Regions from separate parts of the Mus musculus genome. Here region 1 is linked to region 2. The links are chromatin contacts, called in public HiChIP or PLAC-seq maps. All regions are on one chromosome and are shown on one strand. Each heading gives the region's core, a stretch centred on a gene start, on an enhancer-like site or on the middle of the called end of the contact. The rest is flanking DNA. Distances are from core to core; before and after follow the strand shown. Region 1 overlaps Ilrun (inflammation and lipid regulator with UBA-like and NBR1-like domains). Region 2 holds the start of Nudt3 (nudix (nucleotide diphosphate linked moiety X)-type motif 3).

Region 1 (4,105 bases), core at 355-2,854, 160 kb after region 2:
ACTACAGCCCAAAGGGCTTGAGGCTTGGCAGCCATCCCTTCTCCATGCTGCTTGGACTCCTTATCTAGTTACAGCTCCTGTGGAGGCACTAAGTGCTCTGTGGGTACTAGGCTCCACCACTCAGGTCTCCCTAAGGCTCACCCTAGGCAACGGACCGGACCTACTTTGAGAAGTCCATTTTCTCACCCGGGGCCACAAAGTTGATCTCCACTGGCTTCTGAAACTACTAGGAAGCAGCCAGCCCAGCCAGATCAATCCCAGGGTCCCATCCTGACCTGGCACAGCCACAGTCCCGGCTCCTATGGAGGAAGATGGGAGCCTGCCCCACCCTGTAACCTAAGCAGGCTGCAGCAAGCAAGATACCAGCAGAAGCTAGGAGTTCTTCCTTCCTTACCACATCACCACACTGAGCTGTCCTGACCCCACAGCTGTGCCTTGCACCAAGTGGAAAATAAACTCCCAGTGCTGCCCTCCACCATAGAAACTGGTACAGTGTACTAGGAGTGGGTCTGCCCTACAGTGCGCGCCATTGACCAGCCGCACAGTGACATGGCACTATGCCAAAAGAACCATATCGCATCATTTATGCATGTTTTAAACTCATTTTAACTTCACTTACTGTTTCTATGTGGGTGTGTTCATCCACCGCCTGCTTTCGAAGGTCAGAGGACAGACCACCTGTAGGGCTGGGTTCTCTTCCCATTGAGGAAGCCCAGAGCTGGGACCCAGGCTGTCAGGCTTGGTAATAAAGACCTTATTTACAGGGCATCTCACCAGCCCTTACTAAACATTTTAAAACTCTTCAAGTAAGTCTTAGGTCACATATAAGGTCTCTTTACTAAACACTTCTAATTTTGAAATATAAAAAAGAGAAACTAGCCGGGCGTGGTGGCGCACGCCTTTAATCCCAGCACTCGGGAGGCAGAGGCAGGTGGATTTCTGAGTTCAAGGCCAGCCTTGTCTACAAAGTGAGTTCCAGGACAGCCAGGGATACACAGAGAAACCCTGTCTCGAAAAACCAAAAAAAAAAAAAAAAAAAAAAAAAAGAGAGAAACTACAAAAGGAAAAACTGGTTTAATGCCATTATACCAACGCCTGACTCAAGCCTTCTACACCATGTCAAAATAAAGGGCAAGTAAGACTCCCCAGGAAGGCAGATAAGGAAGCGGGCAGAACCCACAGGCTCCAGGCAGCAGGCTCACCATTCATTCCCTCTGCACAGGAGGAAGCACAAGCTCTTTCAAGACAAAAGAAAAAGAAAAGAAAAGGGGGGGGGGGGACTAGATGAGAAAGCTCAGGACAGAGCAGAGATGGGTGGATAGGTGTACATTCATCTCTGTGCCTTTGAGGCCAGCTGTCTACACAGGGAGTTACAGGACAGCCAGAACTACAAGAGGCCCTGCCTCAAAAAAACAAAAAACAAAAACAAAACAAAACAAAAAACCCTCCAAATCCCAACCCCCAAAAAAGACAGAGCAGAGAATGAACTGATTTCTAATAGAAGTCTTTTGCACTGTCAGGGAAACCCACAAAAGCACTATGTGGTGGGTGTTGGCCACCATTACAGGGAAGACTGCAAGCTGCCTTAGCTGAGTGATCCCACTTCTAACCTCTAGGCTAGCAGAGGTCTCTAAACCTAAGGTGACAGTCACAGCCTAAGCAGCAACTCAGGACTATACGCTGCATGGAAGACTCAAGCTCTCACACTAAGCTCCGAGCCTCACGCACTGACTTGATGAGAGGCACCCAAGAGCACAAGCATGCACTGCTTTGAGCAGGCCTAAGGAGTGACAGCCTACAGAACCCGATCTGGGATGAGAGCACAGAAGGTATTTAAGAATTCTCACTGTGAAATAATCTACCAACAGTTTGCATGCATTTAAATTTGAATTTTTACTTCCTGTCTTGTACCACTTCATAAGCTGAGGAAGTATGGTGCATCAATGTGTTCATTTAGCAGGGTGGATAACTGCCCATGAGTCAAGGCAGCTGGGTTTACACAGTGAGTTCCAGGACAGCCAGGGCTACACAGTGAGACCCTACCTCAACAAACAGAACAGAACCAATAGCTCCTCAGCTAAAAGGAAGCCACCACTACCTTAAATCCAGAACCTTGGACTGTAGTGATGCACAAGATACTTCTGCTAGAACAGGGGTATGCTATTTTAAAATTACATCCTGGGGGTGGGGTGGGGTACACTTTTAATCTCAGTACTTGAAAGGCAGCAGCAGATTGGTTGATCTCTGTGAGTGTGAAGCCAACTTGGACTACGTAGTGAGTTTCAGGGAAAGTTCAGAGTACATAACAAACACAGAAACCCTGTTTAAAAAACAAACAAACAAACCCTCAGACCTTTGTGCCTTCCCCCAGTCCTTGTGGATGGGGACTGTGGTGTTAGAGAAAGCAAGCACTGAGACAAAGGTCCAGCTGACATCATGCAGTGAGGGGCCCAGCCAGGACAGTCAGGCTTTCGATGATTCAAACTTAGACACACAAGTACGTTGCTAGTCACCGCCCACAGAGATGACCACTGCTTCATACAACTTGTCTTTCACACTGGTGAGGTCAGAGCACACCACCTGCATTTCAGAGATTTCTCTGAAAAAATGCAGTGGTTTCTTTCTTTTTTGTTATTGTTAATCTTAGTATACCTTAAATATTTTTAAAACTGTGATCTAATTACACCCTTTCCTCCCCTACTCTCTGAAGCACAGCCATTTCACACACTGCCTCTGACTTACATCTAGGCAGATATAACCACCTGGTGAAGCATGCCCGATGCAGGCTTCCTTGTCTGAAACTGAAACAGCCAGTCTCAGAAAAAAGACTTAAAGATTTTAAATTTCATTTACAACTTTGTGTCCCTTCTAAAACACTTTTTTCAGACAAGTCCCCCAGTTTAGTGCAGCATCTCTACCAAAACAAAAATGTTTTCAAGGGTTGCTCCTGAACACTGAACATCTTATGGGAAGATGTCTAGAGAACACTAAAGGAATTTTTATGGTGAAGAGACAGCTTAGAGGTAAAAGCACTGGGTATGGTCCCAGCACCCACACGGCGGCTCACAAGCATCTGTTCCTCCAGCTCTATGGAGATCTGATGCCCTCTCCTGGCCTCTCAGAGCACCAGGCACACGTGCAGTGCAGGTAAAAACACTCATGTACATAAAAAAATAAAAATAAAAATCTAAGGTGGGGGTGGGGTAGGAGAGTAAACATCTTTAATTCCAGCATTCAGAAGAGAAAAGGCAGGTGGATCTCTGTGAGTTCAAGGCCAGTCTGGACTACAGAATGAGTTCCAGGACAGCCAAGGCTATGTATGAAGGCTGTGTCACAAAAAACAACCAATCAACCAAATAAACAAAAAGGTATTTTTCCAAAAAGAACTAAAATAACTATACTTATTTAATGTATGCATGTGATGCACACATGCCACAGTACCCCAGTATGTATGTGGCAGTCAAAGGACTCCTTAGAGGAGCTGGTCCTTCCTTCACAAATGTGGATTCTGGGTATAGAAATCAACTCACCGCTGCAGGCTCTTTGAACACTGAACCATCTCACTGACTCAAAAAGACAGATGTCCTAAAGGAGGAGTTAACACATAAAAAGAAGCCTAGGCTGGTGGCCCACACATTAATCCTGTCATGACCAACCTCACCTTCTGAATATTAAGGAAAATACACCGTTCCTCCCCCGAGCTGCTTTGTCAGAGGAACAAGACAAGTGTATCTTATATATACTTGTATATACACTTACACTTACATCAATTTATTCTCATCTCAAAACAATGATATTCGTTTTAAAACTTTACTAAGCTGCAGTGTATGTGTGAGCAGTGCAAGAACAAAATAAAATAAGAACCCAGAATACAGCCAGGGTGATGACACACACCTCTCACCGTAGCACCTGGAAGGTACAAGCAGGAACGATCACTATAAGCCAAGGCCAGCCTGAGCTATAAATACAAAGAGGTCCAGACCAGCCTGGGCTACACTGAAAAAATCCTGTTTCAAAACAAAACAAAATTTAAAAAGAGATAAATAAAAACGCTACTGAGAGAGGCATGGGGAGCAAGCACATCTGTAGTCCTAGCACTTGGTGG
Region 2 (4,132 bases), core at 880-3,379:
TGGGCACTTCAGTTAAAGCCTGCTTGTTGCGCTGAACAGAACAAGTCCAAAGCCAGCCAGGTCCGCTAACATTCTTGTTCTTACCAAACTCTGAGCAGCCACTGAACCTATCATTCAAGAGTCGCACAACTGTCCTGCTCATTAACCAATATGCAAAGAGAAGTTCAGTAAAGGCAACCCCACCACGGAGCAGACGCTTTAATCCTCCTTCTAACAGCTGAAAATCTTAAGCTCCTAAAAAAACAAAACAAGTCAGTCCTACCCCTGGTCTGACCTACACAAGGCAATAGGTGGCCAAACTGCCGCCAGTCCATTGTAAAACTTCTAACCAAAATTAGAAAATCGGTTGTTCCTTTGTTAAGGATCTTGAGTTTCTAGTATTTATCCAAAATATTCACATTTTCACCTCTAGGATGATCTTCTTAAAACAAAGGGTTTTGCAGTGTTCATGACTAAATTACACAGCCTTCTACTTTAAACTTGGCCAGACCTAACCACAGCACTGCAGTGAGGCATGTCATTATGCTAATTCCTTTTCCTCCCGCTAACAGCCCAGATCCCATCTGACTTCCCATATGATAATGAAGAAAACAAAGCTTCTAGAACAGCCTTCACCATAGACAGTTTTACCTCACGTATTCCAAAGCCAGCGCATCATTTAAAACTTGACCTTGCTTACTTACAAAGCGCGTCTTTCGGGGACCTTTGGTAATGAAGGAAAGTAACAAAGTATACATTTCCAAAACTCCTGTTTTGCAATCCCTCAACAGCACAAAGAATGCTTTCACGGATTTTCTTCAGGCCGTCATTTCATTTAAATTCCCCCTCCTCCTCCTCCTCTTCCTCCTCCTGAGTATCTACCGGACAGTGATTCCTGGTAGTCCATCCTCCCTTTCATCAGAGCCTTTCATAACTAACGGGTCAAGTTCCTGTCGCCCATTTCAACACGATGCACCGTACTGCAGGCTTGCCACCCCAGCCCACCGCCGAGGGCCGGGATAAAACATACTCAGTTTCACTGCCCTTCATTGTTTTCAAGCGAACTGCCATCTTACCACCATGCACACACACGACAGCAATGTGTCCCCACAGGCATTTTATGAATTTCCAAAGCAGCTATTCTTTGTGGATTTACAAACCACGCGCCTTTCATGAATCTCGCTTCATCACCACAGAAACGGCTTTGTGAAGCCGAAAAAAAAATTTTTTTTTAAGTTCCTTAAGGAAAAAGGAACAAGACTCTAAAACGTTCTATTATCCTAGCTTACCCTACGACTCATCCTATTGGGCACAGCAGAGAAACGTCGGGACAGAGATCTTCATAAATACAGCTTTTGATGGTCGTGAAGTGTTCCGGTCAATATGAATAACAACCTCGACGACAACCGTGTCCAGTGCCCTTTCTTTTCAGGCTCCAACCATACGGACTCAGCAGCTCAACGTTAGAATCGAACGGCTGGCCCCGGCTTGTCGCTGCCAGTGCTCGCCCGCAGCCACCTCCCCTCGGCCAGCAGCAACCCTGCGGGGAGGGAGGGAGGGAGGGAGCGGCCCTCCGCTCCGCCACAAAGGCCGGCCTGCGCCCCATGCACGTGTGCCGAGCGCCGAGCTGCCTAGCCACTGCCCCGGGCGAACGGCGGCCAACCCCCGACGGCCCGCCGCGGGATGGCATCCCGCTGCCCCGGGCCCTCTCCACTCCGCTCCCCACCCCCCCTTCTCCCCAGGAAACCCCGTCGGGCGCCGCCGACCCCCGGCAGGGCGCCTCACCTCCTCCTCGCTCTCGCTGCGGAAGCACAGGCACGCGGCCCGCTTCTTGTAGCCGTCGCCGTCGTAGGTGCGGGTCTGGTTCGACTTGAGCTTCATCATCCTCCGGGCCCGGGTGGGGGGTGCCGTGCGGGGCCTCGGAGTCCAGGGAAGGGGAGCCTGCTGCAGGCGGGCGGCCGCGCGCGCGCGCGCCCCAGGCTCGATCGAGAGGGCGGGGAGGAGGGTCTGTGTGTCCGCTACACGGCTCCGCGGCGGGACAGCCTCATTGCCCCCGGCCCAGGCCCTGCGCCGCCGTCACGGCCGCCGTCGCCACCGCCACCGCCCCCTCTACCGCCGCCGCCCCCGACGACGACCGCGCCGCCATTTTGGACGCGCTGCGTCAGCTGCGTAAGGCACGCGGGCTCGCCGGACGGCCGCGCGTGCGCAGCGCGGACGGCGTTCCGGAATCGCGCCCGGCGCGGGAGAGCGTCTGCACTGAAGGCCGCGGAAGCTGGCGCGGCTGCTACGCAGACAGCGTAGGGCTGGGGATGGCGGAAGCCGGGTGAGGCGCGGCGCGTGGGCACCACCCGCGACCCCACGGTCCCGGGCGCCGCTGGGCAGAGAGCAGGGGCCCGCCCAAGGTCACCGGCTGAGCGGCCCAGCCCGATCCAAGGTCGCGCCGCTCAGATGACAGGGAGAGTGACAGCGCCGCTCTGCTGTCCCTCGCCGCAGACTGTCAACCTTAGCTGCTGGGGATCAGGAGTGGGGCGGGGCGGGGCTGCTCTTTGCGGTCAGTTGGTAGCTGTCTGGACATATGTGCGTCCTGCAGCCATTTGTGCAAAAAAGGCAAAAGCTGCCACTTGCCTGGCGACATGCTTGAGGGACTGGGTTCGAACCTCAGCACTGCAAAAAAGAAAATAAAAAAGGAAGGAAAGAAAAGAGAGAACGCCATCCTCTTAAACAGGAGCAGAAAGGGAGAGACTGTAAGAGTGTGCACAGCACACGTACGTAAATCATGAAATATGGTTTCTGGCCGTGACTATAACACTGGGATGACCCTCTTAGAGGACGTGAAAGTGGGCTACAGCGTTCCTGCAACAAAACGGGCACCATTACCGTGTGCTAAACGTTTAGAAAATTCTGTCAAGATATTCAAGATTTATAAATAAATCCCAAAGCGCACAGCGTACGTTTGTGGGGACAGGTGTGTGCGCCATGATTGCTTCTGTGAGGTCAGAGGGCAACTTAAACGAATCCATTTTCTCCCACCACAGAGGACCAGGAGACTGAATTTAAGTGGTCAGGCCTGGCTGCAAATGACCTTTCTGGGATATCTGACGGGTCCCCGTTACCTGTTTTAATCATCTTGTATGTAGTATACTTCATTAATAATCTAGAGGGGCCCAAGAGATGTGTCAGTTTAAAAGGGCACTGGCCATGGAGCCTGACCACCTGAGCTAGATCCCTGGCACACATAGCGAAAGGAGAGAACCAACTCCCACAAGCTTCACCGCTACATGTGCTCTATGACATATGTGTCCACACATATTCTAACTTCTTTAAAAACTAAATGAAGGGGCTGGAGGGATGGCTCAGTGATTAAGAACACTGGCTGTTCTTCCAGAGGACCCTGATTCAATTCCCAGTATATGGTAGTTCACATGGTACCATACAGAGTAGCTCACAACTGTCTGTTGGCTCCTTCACACAGATATATATACAGCCAAAACACCAATAAAGTAAAAATGTAAAAAGTCTGGCTGAAAAGGTGCCTCAGGGATAGGAGCGCCTGAAAATGTCCAAGTGTCCAGGAAGCAGAAAGCACTGGGCGTTATCAGTAATAGCTAAATACAATTTAAAACTGAAATTTGCCTAGTTTGTATGAAACTCTAGATTCCAAATTAACTAGGCAATGGCAGTAATCCAAGCACTGTGGAGACAGAGGCAGGAAAATCAAGAATTCAAGGCCATCTGTGGTTACACAGCAAGTTTGAGGTTAGCCTAGGCTACATGAAACCCCGTCCCAAAGGGGCTCAGCAGTTAAGAACACTTACTAGTCTTGAAGAAGATCCCAGTCTGGTCCTTAGTACCCATATGAGGTGGCTCCCCACCACCTGTAACTCCAGTCTCAACACCTGGATTCTGTAGGCACTGCACACAGACAGACATAACAAACTAGAATTATGCCTATTGATGCTTCTTGTGGATACTCTTCAGAATTTGAGAGTCCCATTTGATTTATAGCTTCCATAAATGTTGCTTTACCCAGGACCCTTCTTAGTCCCTTGCTGAGCCTGGTGTAACCTTGGTGGGGACAAAGTGACAGGGTTCCTGCCCCTGGGACAGGGCCCCGGTGTGAGCCTTCATGAATGTCAATGACTGCTGTGGACTT

The links. HiChIP or PLAC-seq counts read pairs in DNA pulled down with a chosen protein or histone mark.
Region 1: a contact with region 2 is called in a FOXA1 HiChIP or PLAC-seq map of pancreatic cancer cells. The contact joins the enhancer-like site here to the promoter of Nudt3 in region 2. A contact is called at or near these places in 2 of 39 promoter capture datasets (the HPC-7 cell line and hippocampal neurons), 2 of 484 Hi-C or Micro-C datasets (cortical neurons and ganglionic eminence), 18 of 115 datasets of contacts at active chromatin or transcription factors (the HPC-7 cell line, the SCID.adh cell line, VIP interneurons and 13 more) and 2 of 9 other capture datasets (adipose tissue and pancreatic islet).

Annotation. Positions count from the first base shown.
Region 1 is chr17:27,778,802-27,782,906 of GRCm38.p6, forward strand. All of the region lies in intron 3 of Ilrun (inflammation and lipid regulator with UBA-like and NBR1-like domains), which reads right to left. Among named protein-coding and RNA genes, the nearest start is that of Ilrun, 40 kb to the right of the region's middle. Within about 2 kb of position 1,605, at least 99 of the 459 cell types and tissues checked have an H3K27ac peak or open chromatin away from gene starts, as enhancers often do. A contact at or near this core is called in the HPC-7 cell line, the SCID.adh cell line, bone marrow-derived macrophages and 1 more, where this site is marked.
Region 2 is chr17:27,621,323-27,625,454 of GRCm38.p6, forward strand. Nudt3 (nudix (nucleotide diphosphate linked moiety X)-type motif 3) reads right to left here and starts at 2,130. Exons shown (of 5, transcript NM_019837.2): 1 at 1,765-2,130. The coding sequence starts at 1,863.